Linked DNA regions of Canis lupus: region 1 is linked to region 2. A link is a contact called in public Hi-C data. All regions are on one chromosome and are shown on one strand. The core of a region is the stretch at or near the end of the contact, and the rest is flanking DNA. Distances in the headings are between cores, read along the strand shown.

What was found. A called contact is a pair of places that touch in the nucleus more often than the background predicts.
Region 1: a Hi-C map of blood shows a contact between it and region 2, with 4 times the contacts expected there. The contact joins the promoter of SRPRB here to the promoter of CDV3 in region 2. A contact is called at or near these places in 2 of 9 Hi-C or Micro-C datasets (both in blood).

The regions. Positions count from the first base shown.
Region 1 is chr23:31,205,161-31,211,251 of UU_Cfam_GSD_1.0, forward strand. It overlaps SRPRB (signal recognition particle receptor subunit beta), which reads left to right and starts at 1,952. Exons shown (of 7, transcript XM_038570925.1): 1 at 1,952-2,152; 2 at 3,649-3,743; 3 at 4,549-4,626. The coding sequence starts at 1,999. It overlaps LOC119865393 (a long non-coding RNA gene), which reads right to left and starts at 1,903. Exons shown (of 2, transcript XR_005377038.1): 1 at 1,775-1,903.
Region 2 is chr23:30,979,248-30,985,228 of UU_Cfam_GSD_1.0, forward strand. It overlaps CDV3 (protein CDV3 homolog), which reads left to right and starts at 3,910. Exons shown (of 5, transcript XM_038570910.1): 1 at 3,910-4,037.

The DNA.
Region 1 (6,091 bases), core at 702-3,201, 220 kb after region 2:
TTGCCTACATTTATCGATGAAAGGCCAGGAAAATGAATTGTACTATGTTAGAGCATACAGTTAAGCATAAAAAAGCCCAACTGCCTGGGCTTAATGGATAAGTTACCTCAGTTTGCCTCTGCAAAATTGGAATAATAGGTGAAGATTATGCAAAGTTATAAATTAAAATTATTTAAAACAGTGCCTGGTATCAACAAGCACTCATTAATGTTAGCGATTATCCTCACTATTTACCCTCCCTTCCATCTACCAGCCTTGCTTCCATACCCGTGCCCCACCCTTACCTCACCGTTCCTTCTGAGCTCACTTGTCATTCAAGCCCTCATCACGGGAGCCCCTTTGAAACAAGAGATGTTGCTGACCACTTCCAGGACACGTTTTACTCCTGCATCACCGACTCTTCCTTTTTAGGTATCTTTGTGGGTTTCTTCCTCCTCACTTTTCATTCTGTCCCTGATTTTAATGACCACTTATCTATGTCTGAAACTCAGATGAAAATATAGTGCCTATTGCTGAAGCTTTACATTTGTTTACTCTATCGCCTGCTTAATATAAGATTTTAGAACTCCTAGAGGCACCTGAAACTCACTATACAGAAGAGAGAGGTTTTCATTCTGGTTATGCCCTCAGCCCCAAAGTCCCTCCCTAATTCACTTTATGAACTTTGATCTTTTCAGGACTCCACACCAGCTGCTTCAGATGCAGGCTTGATAACTCTCTATCTGAACTCAGCATATCCAATTAGTCACCGCATCCTATACGTTTTCCTCCTACATATCTTTCAAATCTGTGGCCTCCTTTCCACTACTACCTCTGTTCCTGGTTCACACCCCGTGCATTTTTTTGCCAAAACACTGCAACAACCCCCAGCTGGCCTCCCTACCTTAGTCTTTCTCCAATCACAGTTCTCTATCTGCCAGTCATCTATGTTACCCCCAACTGAAACTTCTTATCCCATTCTGGATTTTATATATATATATAATCTGGATAAAGTCTAGGTTCCTTAGCATAGCACAAAATCCCTTCAGGTCGTTCCTGCCAACCTTTCCTGCTTCATCTCTTGCCACTTCTGCGGAAAGGACACCAGTTTCGTGACAGGCTGCAACTCTGCAGTCCCTAGGCAGGCCACTTCGGGCTCCCTAGGGTGTTTTATTTGGGTGATAAGTTGTTGGGTGTTTTTGTTTGTTTTTCATTACTTGCCGAAATTTGAAAAGGGGAACATTTCCCTTTCTGGCTTCTTTGCGAAAACTGGAAGGACTGGCTACTTTGGTCTCACCTACGTGCCTGGCATAGCGGGGGCTGTCCACTCCAGGCAGGAATGACAGCTGCAGTTTTCAACACCACTACCCCGCGCACTGATTTTCCCAGCTGCTCCCGTCAATGTCAAAAATCTCAGCTGCAGCCCTGGATTTACACCGAATTGCTCGTTTTCTGCTACTCAGGCGCTCTTTGTCCTTTTGCACCTGCAGAGGCTCACCCATCATCCCTCGTGGCCTCAGCTCCCGTCATTTTCCTCCAGGAGCTGGTCTCTGAACCTATGATGGGTACTAAGCGTCCCTTTCTGTATCCCCGTATCGCATCATACATCCTCTGTCACACCCCACGCCGGATTGCACTCAGATGAAATGTTTGTGTAATGCCTGAGTTCCTCGCAAGACTCCCCTCTCTAAGGGGGCGACTGGAAAGCCTCCGAGAAGATTTCTCAAGCCATTCATTTTATGCATCCATCATTCCGTCAACACCCATGAAGAGGGCGGCGACATTTAACTCCTACCTTAAGGGATAAGCGTGTCACTCGTGAAATACCGTGCAACGCCGCTCGCTCGGCGGACAGCGTCCCAGAGCATCGCCACTGCCTTCGGGACCTCCCGGAACCCCGCCCCTGAAGGAGGAAATACAACGTGGGAACTACAACTCCCGTGATGCTCCGCTTCGGGCGCCTGCGCAGAGTCCAGGGCCACGTCGCTCTCGCGGCGCTGGAGACCACGCATCTCAGCCATGGCTGCCGCGGAGTCCCGGCGGATGGGGGACGGTGGTGGTGTGGGGGGAGCCTTCCAGCCCTACCTAGACTCCTTGCGGCAGGAGCTGCAGCAGAGGGACCCGACGTTGCTGTCAGTCGTGGTGGCGGTTCTGGCGGTGCTGCTGACGCTGGGTAAACAGGCGGCCGGTGGTTTGGGCGGGTGTAGGCAGGCGCAGTTCCGGGCTTGGACGGGCTCGTGGAGACCGCGGACGCCGGGCGGAGACTCGCCGCTTCACATCTACCTGCCTTGCTGCCTGCAGCCGCGGGAGTAGCGCTGCAATAAAGAGGCTCTCCTGCGGACCTTGGAGTGACGTCCTGGTCCTTGGGGGCGCGGGTTACTTTTCCTTTTTCTGCCCCTGCTACGCCTGGAGCGCGCGGTCCTCCCCTGACCCCCCTCCCCTCCCCCCCCCCCTTTTCTTTGCTCTTTCTACCTAGACTCGCAGGTCTTTAACTCCAAGTTTGCTTCCTGGGCGCTGCGGATACACAGTGCATAAGACAAGATTGCGCTTGAGGAGTCCACAGTCGGGGGGTGGGGGTGCAGACACAGCAGGGTTGACAGTTGATAGTGGCTGGCACTCCGTGAAGGGCCTAATGACCGAGTAGGCGGCCAGACTCGAGCCGAGCCGGAGGGAAGGACGGTGATAAATAGGCTCCACGTTAGAAGCCTGGGGGCACAACACCCCCACGTTTATGGGGAATCCAAGAACCAGCCCTCCATTCACTCAGCACATACCTTCCCGCTGGGAACACTAACAACGGTAATGATTATAACGGCGGCAAAAATACCAGGGAAGTTCCAGCCGAATGAGGGGTTCTGTGAGAGACTTCTGTTAATTTCTCTACCCCGACCATTCAGGCATACTATTGATGATCAAGGCATATATATTATATATATATATATAATTTTTTTTTGAGTCATCAACTTTGTCACTCTTTATAGACCTTGGTCCACTTCCACATGAAAAGTAGGGAGCATCTGCTTCCGCTTAATATCCTAGAGAATGACAAACCATTAATAGTAACTTACACAGGGGGAAAAGTTATTAAAATAAAGGTTTTATAGTCAAGCACCAAGATGTCCCCCAAATACTGGGCTTTTGGGTGTCTAATGACAGGTATCTATAACTCCAGTTTCTTTTTAGATCAACATAGTGTTTTTAATATGCACCCTACGATTTAGATCATCAAACGTTCAGAAGAGGTTAAAAAACCAGCTACCCTCTGTGAATCAGATGCGGTTGTCAATCTCCTGTTTAGGGCTACTTGAAGGTTAAAAAACCTTCTATCTTGTTTCAGAGATGTTTACATCAAGAGTAAGACATTTACAAATGGTTCATAGTATAGAACAGCCCAAATGTCATTTTCACCTGTCCTGTGTAAGGAAGTTAAGCGCTCCTAAGTTTGTCTAATAAAAATTCTTTTAGAGTGAATTACGGTATTGATGGGAATTGATTTGTGTGATATAGATTCCATAATATGCTCAAATATGATATAACCATTTAATATAATTTCATTCCATTTAATGTTTGGAAATGTGCACTGAAATAAATGTAAAACATTTAGAATAGCTTGTGTTATTTATGTTGGGGAAAAAGGCATAATTTTGGTCGTTTCTCTCTATTCCACAGTGTTCTGGAAGTTCATCCGGAGCAGAAGGAGCAGTCAAAGAGCTGTTCTTCTTGTTGGCCTCTGCAACTCTGGGAAAACATTACTGTTTGTCAGGGTAAATGCTTTGATTTACACCTCTTCTAAAGTTGATGGGAAATGTTAGGCCATCCCATTATCCCTGCGAAGTCATAGTTCATTTTGGAAAAGGGAGCTGATGCTCACAATTTGGGGAGTTAAATTTTTTTTTAAAGATTTTATTTATTTATTCATGAGAGATAGAGAGAGGCAGAGACATGAGCAGAGGGAGAAGCAGGCTCCCAGTGGGGAGCCTGACGCAGGATTCCATCCCAGGACCCTGGAATCACAACTGAGCCAAAGGCAGACAGATGCTCTACCACTAAGCCATCCAGGCATCCCTGGGGAGTTAATTCTTGACTCACTTGAAGACTTGAAAAACTTGAAAAGACTCTTGAAAAATTTGTGAACTGGAATTTCTTGACCTTTTCTATTTTCTTGCACCTGCCAGATACTGTTATTTAGTCCTTATCCCGTTTTGGGGGCAGTTTTATGAACTACCTTTTATTCTTCCTTTTGAGAGGATAAATTACTTCCCTTCCACTACAGAAATATAATTTATAATGATTTGTGATAATTAAAAATATTTGTAGAAGTTTGGTAAATTTGGCCACCAAACCATTTGAAACTAGGTTTTTTTTTTTTTTTCATTGTGGAAAGGGGAATGAAGATGCAATGAATCAGATTTTTCTACAAGGAAAAAAAACAATATAGTCTTTTTCAGTTGTTGCAAGCAACATTCATTTATTTGACCTGGCCCATTGGAGAGTTAGAATAAAATTGCTCTCTTTAGATTTGCTATTTATGTATTTACTCTGATCTCCTTTATATTGTTTTTTTTACAGTTGTTAACTGGCCTTTATAGGGACACTCAGACTTCTATCACCGACAGCTCTGCTATGTACAGGGTCAACAATACCAGGGTAAGGGGTTCATGGAATGTTGGGAATCTGAGAATTTTACTTTACTTTGGTGTTTCATGAAAGACATTTGTAGGATAAATTAGTCTAAGGGTGTAGGTACCATTCATAGCTTATTTTTATGGATAATAGAATCCATGTGACAAATTCTGCTTTTGGCCATCCAAGCAGCAGATGTAATCATGCCATCCTGTTTTGTTGTACTTCATGCACACAGATGTTACATTACATTTTACTAGTTTTTGTTTCTATGTCTTTCCAACTTTACCATGAGTTCTAGAGGGTGAGCATTAAGCCTTTCTTATATTTTGCATAGGTAATATATGTATATGGAACGAAAATTCAAAAGGTTAAGAAGAATATTCAGTGAAAATTTTGCCTTTCCTGTCCCTACTAGGTCTTCTCCTTAGAGGCAATAACTTAACCATTTTCCTGTGTACCCTTCAGATAGTCTGTGCATATGCAAACATATCTGTGTATCTGTTAAATTTTTTTAAGATTTTATTTTTAAGTAATCTCTTCATGCAGCATGAGGCTCAGTCCCACAACCGGGAGAGCAGAAGTCCTGTGTTCCATCAGCTGAACCAGCCAGGCACCCCAGTTTTTTGTTGTTGTTGTTGTTGTTTTTTTTAATGTTTCCTTTGCCCACTGTTTTTGTTTTTTTAAAGATTTGTTTATTTATTAGAGAGAGAGAGACCATGTGCACAGGCCAGGAGAGGGGTAGGGGGAGAGACAGAGTCTTCAGACTCCCTGCGAGCACAGCATTGAGCCTGACCTGTGGCTCCATCCCAGGACCCTGAGATCAGGACCTGAGCTGAAACCAAGAGTTGGGTGCTCAATCCACTGAGCCACCCAAGTGCCCCATGTTTTCTTTTGTTTTTTAACAGTATGACTGGTAGAGTTGAATTGTTTTGTTTTTCCCTCATTTGTACACATAGTACACCCTGATTGATTTGTGAACTACATAGTATTCCATTATGTGACTGTACCATTCAATTAAGTTCTTATTTAATTAGAGCTCTATTAACAAACATTTAGTTTGTTAAAATCTTTTGGTTATACATTGTTGTGGTGAATATCTTAAAGAGCATGCATGTGACATTTGAGATACCAGTTAGGAATCACCAGAAGGACATTTTATGTACCTATGTAGCTCCAGAATGTGGATAGTGACTGCTAAGTCAATTATAATGCAAAATAAGTATTTGATGAGTGGAAGAAAGGGTGGGGGCTGGTTGAGGGGTGGATGTATAGAGAGATGAATGAAAATAGTTATCTTAGAGAGCTTTTCTCCTTTTCTTTGCCTCCTGCCCCCTTTTCTGGTGCCTCCAGAATTAAATATTGTAAACAGAGATAAAGAGACATTCTTCTAAATGTCTTACAAATACTTTTTGCTTTTTTCAATAATGTGCTCTTTCTAGCCCAGTCCTTTTTTTTATTATTATTTTTTAAAGATTTTATTTATTTA
Region 2 (5,981 bases), core at 2,660-5,159:
TTTGGCAGGTGGAGCAAGGGTAGGTTGGGATCTGAGCTGCTTTGCCATGGGGTGGGGGCAGAGGGGAGGAAGAGGCAAGGTACCACTAAGAGGCTTTAATTAACTTTGCCATTTTATTGAGAATTTACAAGTGGAGTTATTCATTCTTGGGTCGAGCTATATTTGGCAGCAGGTTCAATACATGACATATAATTGTTACATAAATTTGTAATTGTTTACAAATACATGACATGATATTTGTTCTAGGGCCAAGGCCCACAGAGGCCAGTAAGAAGGAGATTTGCCAGCAACAAGGGAGAAAGCCCCAGGCAACCTCACAAAAATGTTCCAGTTTCTAACCTTTCAGCATTCCTCAGGCAGGGCCCCCTATTGTGTGGAAAGGTCCCCAGAGGCCTGTGGGGAGGGACCGCTGAGGGGGCAGATCGCAGAATCGCACCATCTAGGATTAACTCCAGGCAGGAGATTGGGTCATGGTCATCAAAATGCTTGCTTCTGCTGTGTCGTCATCTGACAGGAGGCTTGTGATGATTACCCGAGGAGACCCTTAGCTCCTTCCCTCAAACACCGGACTGAGGAGTCGTGGGCCAGTAAGTCCAGTTCTGTTTGAGCTGAATGGGAGAGAGGCTCCCCAGCTCAAAAGACTGAGTGGAGGGCGCCTGGGTGGCTCAGGGTGTGATCCCGGAGTCCTGGGATCGAGTCCTGTATCAGGTTCCCTGCAGGGAGCCTGCTTCTCCCTCTGCCTGTGTCTCTGCCTCTCTGTGTCTCTCATGAATACATAAATAAAAATCTTTAAGAAAAAAAAAAAAAAAGGACTGAGCAGAACAGCAGGTAGCGAGGAGGTGCTCAGTCTGTCACTAGGCAGACCGGGTTCTTTATAGCGGCTATTTTGATCCAGACATTTTGAGGTCACAGACGGTTTAACATGAGTAAAAACTATAGAATCAGATTTGAGAGAAGATGCCAAAATACTAAGTTATTTCATATTTAGTAATTGCAAATATAAGACATGACGCTTTTTTTTTTTTTCTCGTCAACAAATGTTCTGCTAGGGCAGGCAGTCCCTCCATAGGCTCTGAGGACCCAGTAATGAAGAAGAAGCAGGGTCAGAGAGGACAGATAAAAGGAACAGTCACCGACCACCCTATATAACTGTAATTCATGATATGTACCTTAACAATAACATGAATACTCTTTTCTTTTTTAAGAGATTTTATTTACTTGACAGAAAACACAAGCAGGGGGAACGGCAGACAGAGGGAAAAGCAGGCCCCTCACTGAGCATGGAGCCTGACGTGGGGCTCGATCCCAGGACTCAGATTATGACCCGAACCAAAGGCAGACGTTTAACCAGCTGAGCCACCCAGGTGCCCCTAAATGTTCTTAATAACAACAACACCTAACCTTGATTAGGCTGATTCCAGGCACTGAGCTGAATGGTCCTCAATTCTTGCCTCATGTAGTCCTCACAACTCCACAGGCAGCAGTGTTCATCATCCCCTTTACAGATGAAAACACCTGAGGTGCAGAGACTTGCTGGGAAGAGGCAGAGCTTTGATTCAAATCCAGGTCTGACTCCAGAAAGCAGACACTTGACCCTAAAGTAAAAAGCAGGAAGAAGTAAAGGATTTGCCTTTGGCACGGGAGAGGTCTCTCTGCGGATCCTATACCCTCATCCTTTCCCTGCTTTTTCAGCCCTAGTAGGAATGACAACACCATTGACCTACTGACCTGGTAACCCGGGCCAGAGAATTTCACATCTACTTGTTTGGGTCATGAAACAGGATCAGGAATAGAGTTAGGGTCAAGAACAGGATAATCGTGCCTTTCCAACATAATTAGATCCCTTGCACTCTGTGATCAAAATGATTGAGTCAGAAGGTTTTGCTTAGTGCCAGAGCCATCTGACTTGCTCTCAAAGAGGTCACCCAGGGTAGTTTTACTTTGATGAATTTACCAGAGAGCTGAACCTGTTTCACAGCCAAGTCAGTGCTTCTGAGATCCAGCTGCCTGGAGAAGCCTGACTCCCAGCTATCCAACTCCTAGAAGGCTGAAGTATATACCCAGATACTCGCGCATTCATTATTGGTAGGTGTTAGTCCTTCAGTTAACTAGAACACTCCTCCCCACCCAACAGGGGCACCCTTTTCCCCATATCAGCAATCAGAGAGCCAAATCGGCCATCAGCTGGCTGGTGGGTGAGTTTATCCCAACAAGAGTTAGCTGCAGGCAGATTTCATTTAAGTCAGGGTGGGGCTTAGTGAGTCATCTCCATCTCACAGCAGGGCACATCTGTATGAGTTCCAGTTTCCTGTTGCTCTTTCCTGGACAGTGGTGGGGAATAAGTGTCAACCACTGGCCTCTTGGCTTTACCCTACTTATTTTTCCTTTCTATTCTCCAGCCTCCTCCCTCATTCCTGTTTCCTGCATACAATACAGTTGATAAGGTTGCTGATCATTCCATTGTTATTCCATTCCATCAGGGGAGGTGATCTGATGGGGTAGGTGGGTTGGTCCAAGCTCTTTATGCATAAACTTTCTGTATTCTCGGATATATTAGGTTGAATCATGTGAAATTGCTATTTGGGCAGATCAAAAACAGTCAAAGAGCAGCAATTTTATGTGATTCAACTAACAGCAGACCAGATTTATTAGGGGTGAGTCCAACCCCTTGTTTGCAAGCTGTGGGGACGGGCATATGTGTGTGTATGAAGGATCATATGTGGCAGCCTTTTACGTATCTCTGGAAACAGGCTTCTCTGGTTAGCCACTGGTGTCTGGGACCCTGTTCTTGCCATCCATTCAGCCTCTGATTAGGGCCTTAATGTCAAGAATGAGCTAAGTGGGACTAGAGGTTGAGGAAGAAAGTCAAATTCTTTGTTCTGCATGAGAGTGTGTCCTAAAGCCAACAGAGAAGAATTTTAAGGAACCACTTTTACATAGTCCACATCTTGCTTATCCTCCTGTTAATGTGAAAAACTTGGGGACTGGGGCACTGGGATGGCTCAGTCAGTTAAGCATCAGGTTCCCTGCTCAGCAAGGAGTTTGCTTCTCCCTCCCCACCCCACCCCCATCTCTGTCTCTCAAATAAATAAGTAAAATCTTTTTTTTTTTTTTTTTTTTTAAGGGAAAACTTGGGGACTAGTGGAGACATTTTACATTCTACAAACATCAAACACCTGTGCGATGCTGGCTGCTGCCCCACACCATTCCTACCTGCCAGTTCACTAGCTGTAGTAGTAGGTACATATACTTGTCGGTTTCTGGTAGCAGTAGCAGCTTACAATGCAGTAAGCTGTGGGAGGGGAGAGCCCATCTCTGACTTACTTATTCTTGACTCCTATTGTAAGGCCTGGCACATGGTAGGTGCTCATCTTTTAAGATGTTTTACGTAAATGAATGAGTGAGTGAATGAAGGAGGTTAAACAACAGGCAAATCATGGAAATACCAGGAAGGCATCAAATACCATAAGAAACCAAAGGTCTCTGGACCTTTAAAGGTCAAGAACCAGGCTGTCTACAGAAGTCAGCAGAGGGTCCCCAGAGGAAGTTACTTGAAGGCATCTGCTCTCCAACTGGAAAAGGTTGGTGGAACAGCTCAGGCAGTAGCACAGTCTGCTTCTCAGATGTGAGAGAGGAAGCCGCAAATGCAAAGAAGCCACAAATGAAAAGTTGCTCCCTATTTCCTGGCAAGCTCTTTGGCCGGCATGAGCTGCATTCCTTTGAGCTGAGCATGTCTGGAATTTCCAGCCTAGGTAGCAGAATGGAACTTGGAACAAATGGCTCAGCAAAAAAGAACCCAGGAACAATGGGCCGGGTCCGGCTGCCCTTTGCCAGTTCTTGGGCTTTCAGAAAGTTGGCTCAGTGGGCCCTGTTGAGGGAGATAAATGATGTCTTTTGGACTGTACCACTTCAGAGGACTCAGAGGGACATTTCCATGTTCAGACAGCCTCAGATTCTTAGAAGATGTGCTGAAATACCTGGGAATGGTCCGAGTCCTCACCACTGTTCAACTTTCCATCTAGCAAGGACAAGTTAAGGTCTGTTTTGCTTTAAAGATGGGGAAGGCCTAAATGTTGGAAGGCAGAGGGCAAGAAATATTCATCAAGACAGAGTGGGAGGATGCTTCGAGGTGAGGGCAGGTGATGATGAGGGGGTGACGGCAGGATTCAGGGTCCAGTATAGCCGATCTAGAGGCTGGTGGCAGGGGAGACTGAAGAGCAACTGGTGGGGATATATGCCATCAGTTTCAGGGCAGAGGATTCAAAGACGAAGGGATCAGCTTCTGGAAGGAAAGAATAACAACAGACAATAACACAACCACAAAGATATTGGTGTCTCTACTGGCCTGACCAGTACATATGACCAAGTTCTAAGAGCATGTCATGAATCACACTGAAAAATGTATTGGGGAATTCTGCGATGTCAACCCTCAATTGCTGATCCTTCTCTACATTTTCCCAAGTCATTAATTCCTTCAAGACACTGATATATTGATGGGGACCTAAGAAGGCAGGGGTACTGAATTTCAGTGATTCATATCTGGACCTTCTTGATTTTAAGGGCAGGAATGACAAATTACTCAAACTAGAATAAGGCACATAACCTTAAATGTAGCTAAATAGGTGCTTCATAGATGAGGAAAGAAAGAACGAAAGTTAGGAATGGAGGAAGGAATGGAGGGCAGAAGGGAAATGAAGAAAAAGAAATTTGATCAGAGATGTTAAGGAAAGTGGGGTGGGGGCAGGACTTAACTTGGCCTGCATCACAGGAAGATAAGTGGTGTCACAGAAGGAAGTAGCCTAGGGCCCATCCTGGGTGGTTAGGGGCAGCTTATGTCTGGGGAATTATACCTAAGCTTATTGTTGCTCAAGGCTAGATCCTTGTTTTACTTTGTTGACATATTCCGGACTTAGTTCTTTAATAGTAGTGGAGGTGGGGGAGGGAGAGGAGACCATCTTAAATGGGGAAACCATAAAGGAAAAGACAAAGGAGTAGCTCCTTTTACTGGCTGTCCTGTGTCTACCCCATGAAGCTACTAACATCATCTGACTCATTTCCTCAGTGGCTGTTCTCTCCCCTGTCCTTAGAAGGAGGAAGTGGAAAGTCTAATACTTTAGTTAGGCCACCCACTTCAAAGGAAAGGATTCCTATTATTCCCAAGGCCCAAAAAAGTATTTTAGTGCTAATTTAACCAGGATTAACATGGGTATTTTATTCCCATCCTTATGGCACACCATTCTCCTTAGCAGATAGAAAAGCTAAGGATAAATGGCAGCCATCATCTAGACTCAAGTCAGGGCAGGGAGCACTAAAAGGCATGCAGGGCAGCCCGGGTGGCTCAGCGGTTTAGCGCCGCCTGCAGCCTGGGGTGTGATCCTGGAGACCCAGGATCGAGTCTCCCACGTTGGGCTCCCGGCATGGAGCCTGCTTCTCCCTCTGCCTGTGTCTCTGCCTCTCATGAATAAATCATTTAAAAATCTTTAAACAAACAAACCAAAAAACAAAAGGCATGCATCTCCCATCCAATGCATGTTAAGCACTGTGCTGGGCAGCTAACAGGTCTTCTTTCCCCTAATACCCCTATTTTACGGATCAGATGTTTGAGGATCAGATTTCTTGAGCTTGACCTTGGTAGACCTATCTAGCAGAGGGTGGAATTCAGACAAAAATCAATCCCCTCCTACCTACCTACTGGCTTATTAAAGATCTTTTCATAAACAAGACCCAAACTCCAAGCCCACTGCTCCTCTTTTCCTAGTAACCACCCCATAAAATGAAAATTAAAAGTTGCTAGACCAGAGGGGGTGGAAGTACAGAGCGGAGCGGAGGAGGAGGAGGAGGAGGAGGAGGAGGAGGAGGAGGTACCATCTTTAGCAGCGCTGGCCTTACTAACGCACAGCCTTTCCGTTTTTTGCTAAAGTTCAAGCCGCAAGGCCACAGTTGGCTCGGAGCGAGCACACACGCGTGCACCCCACGCATGC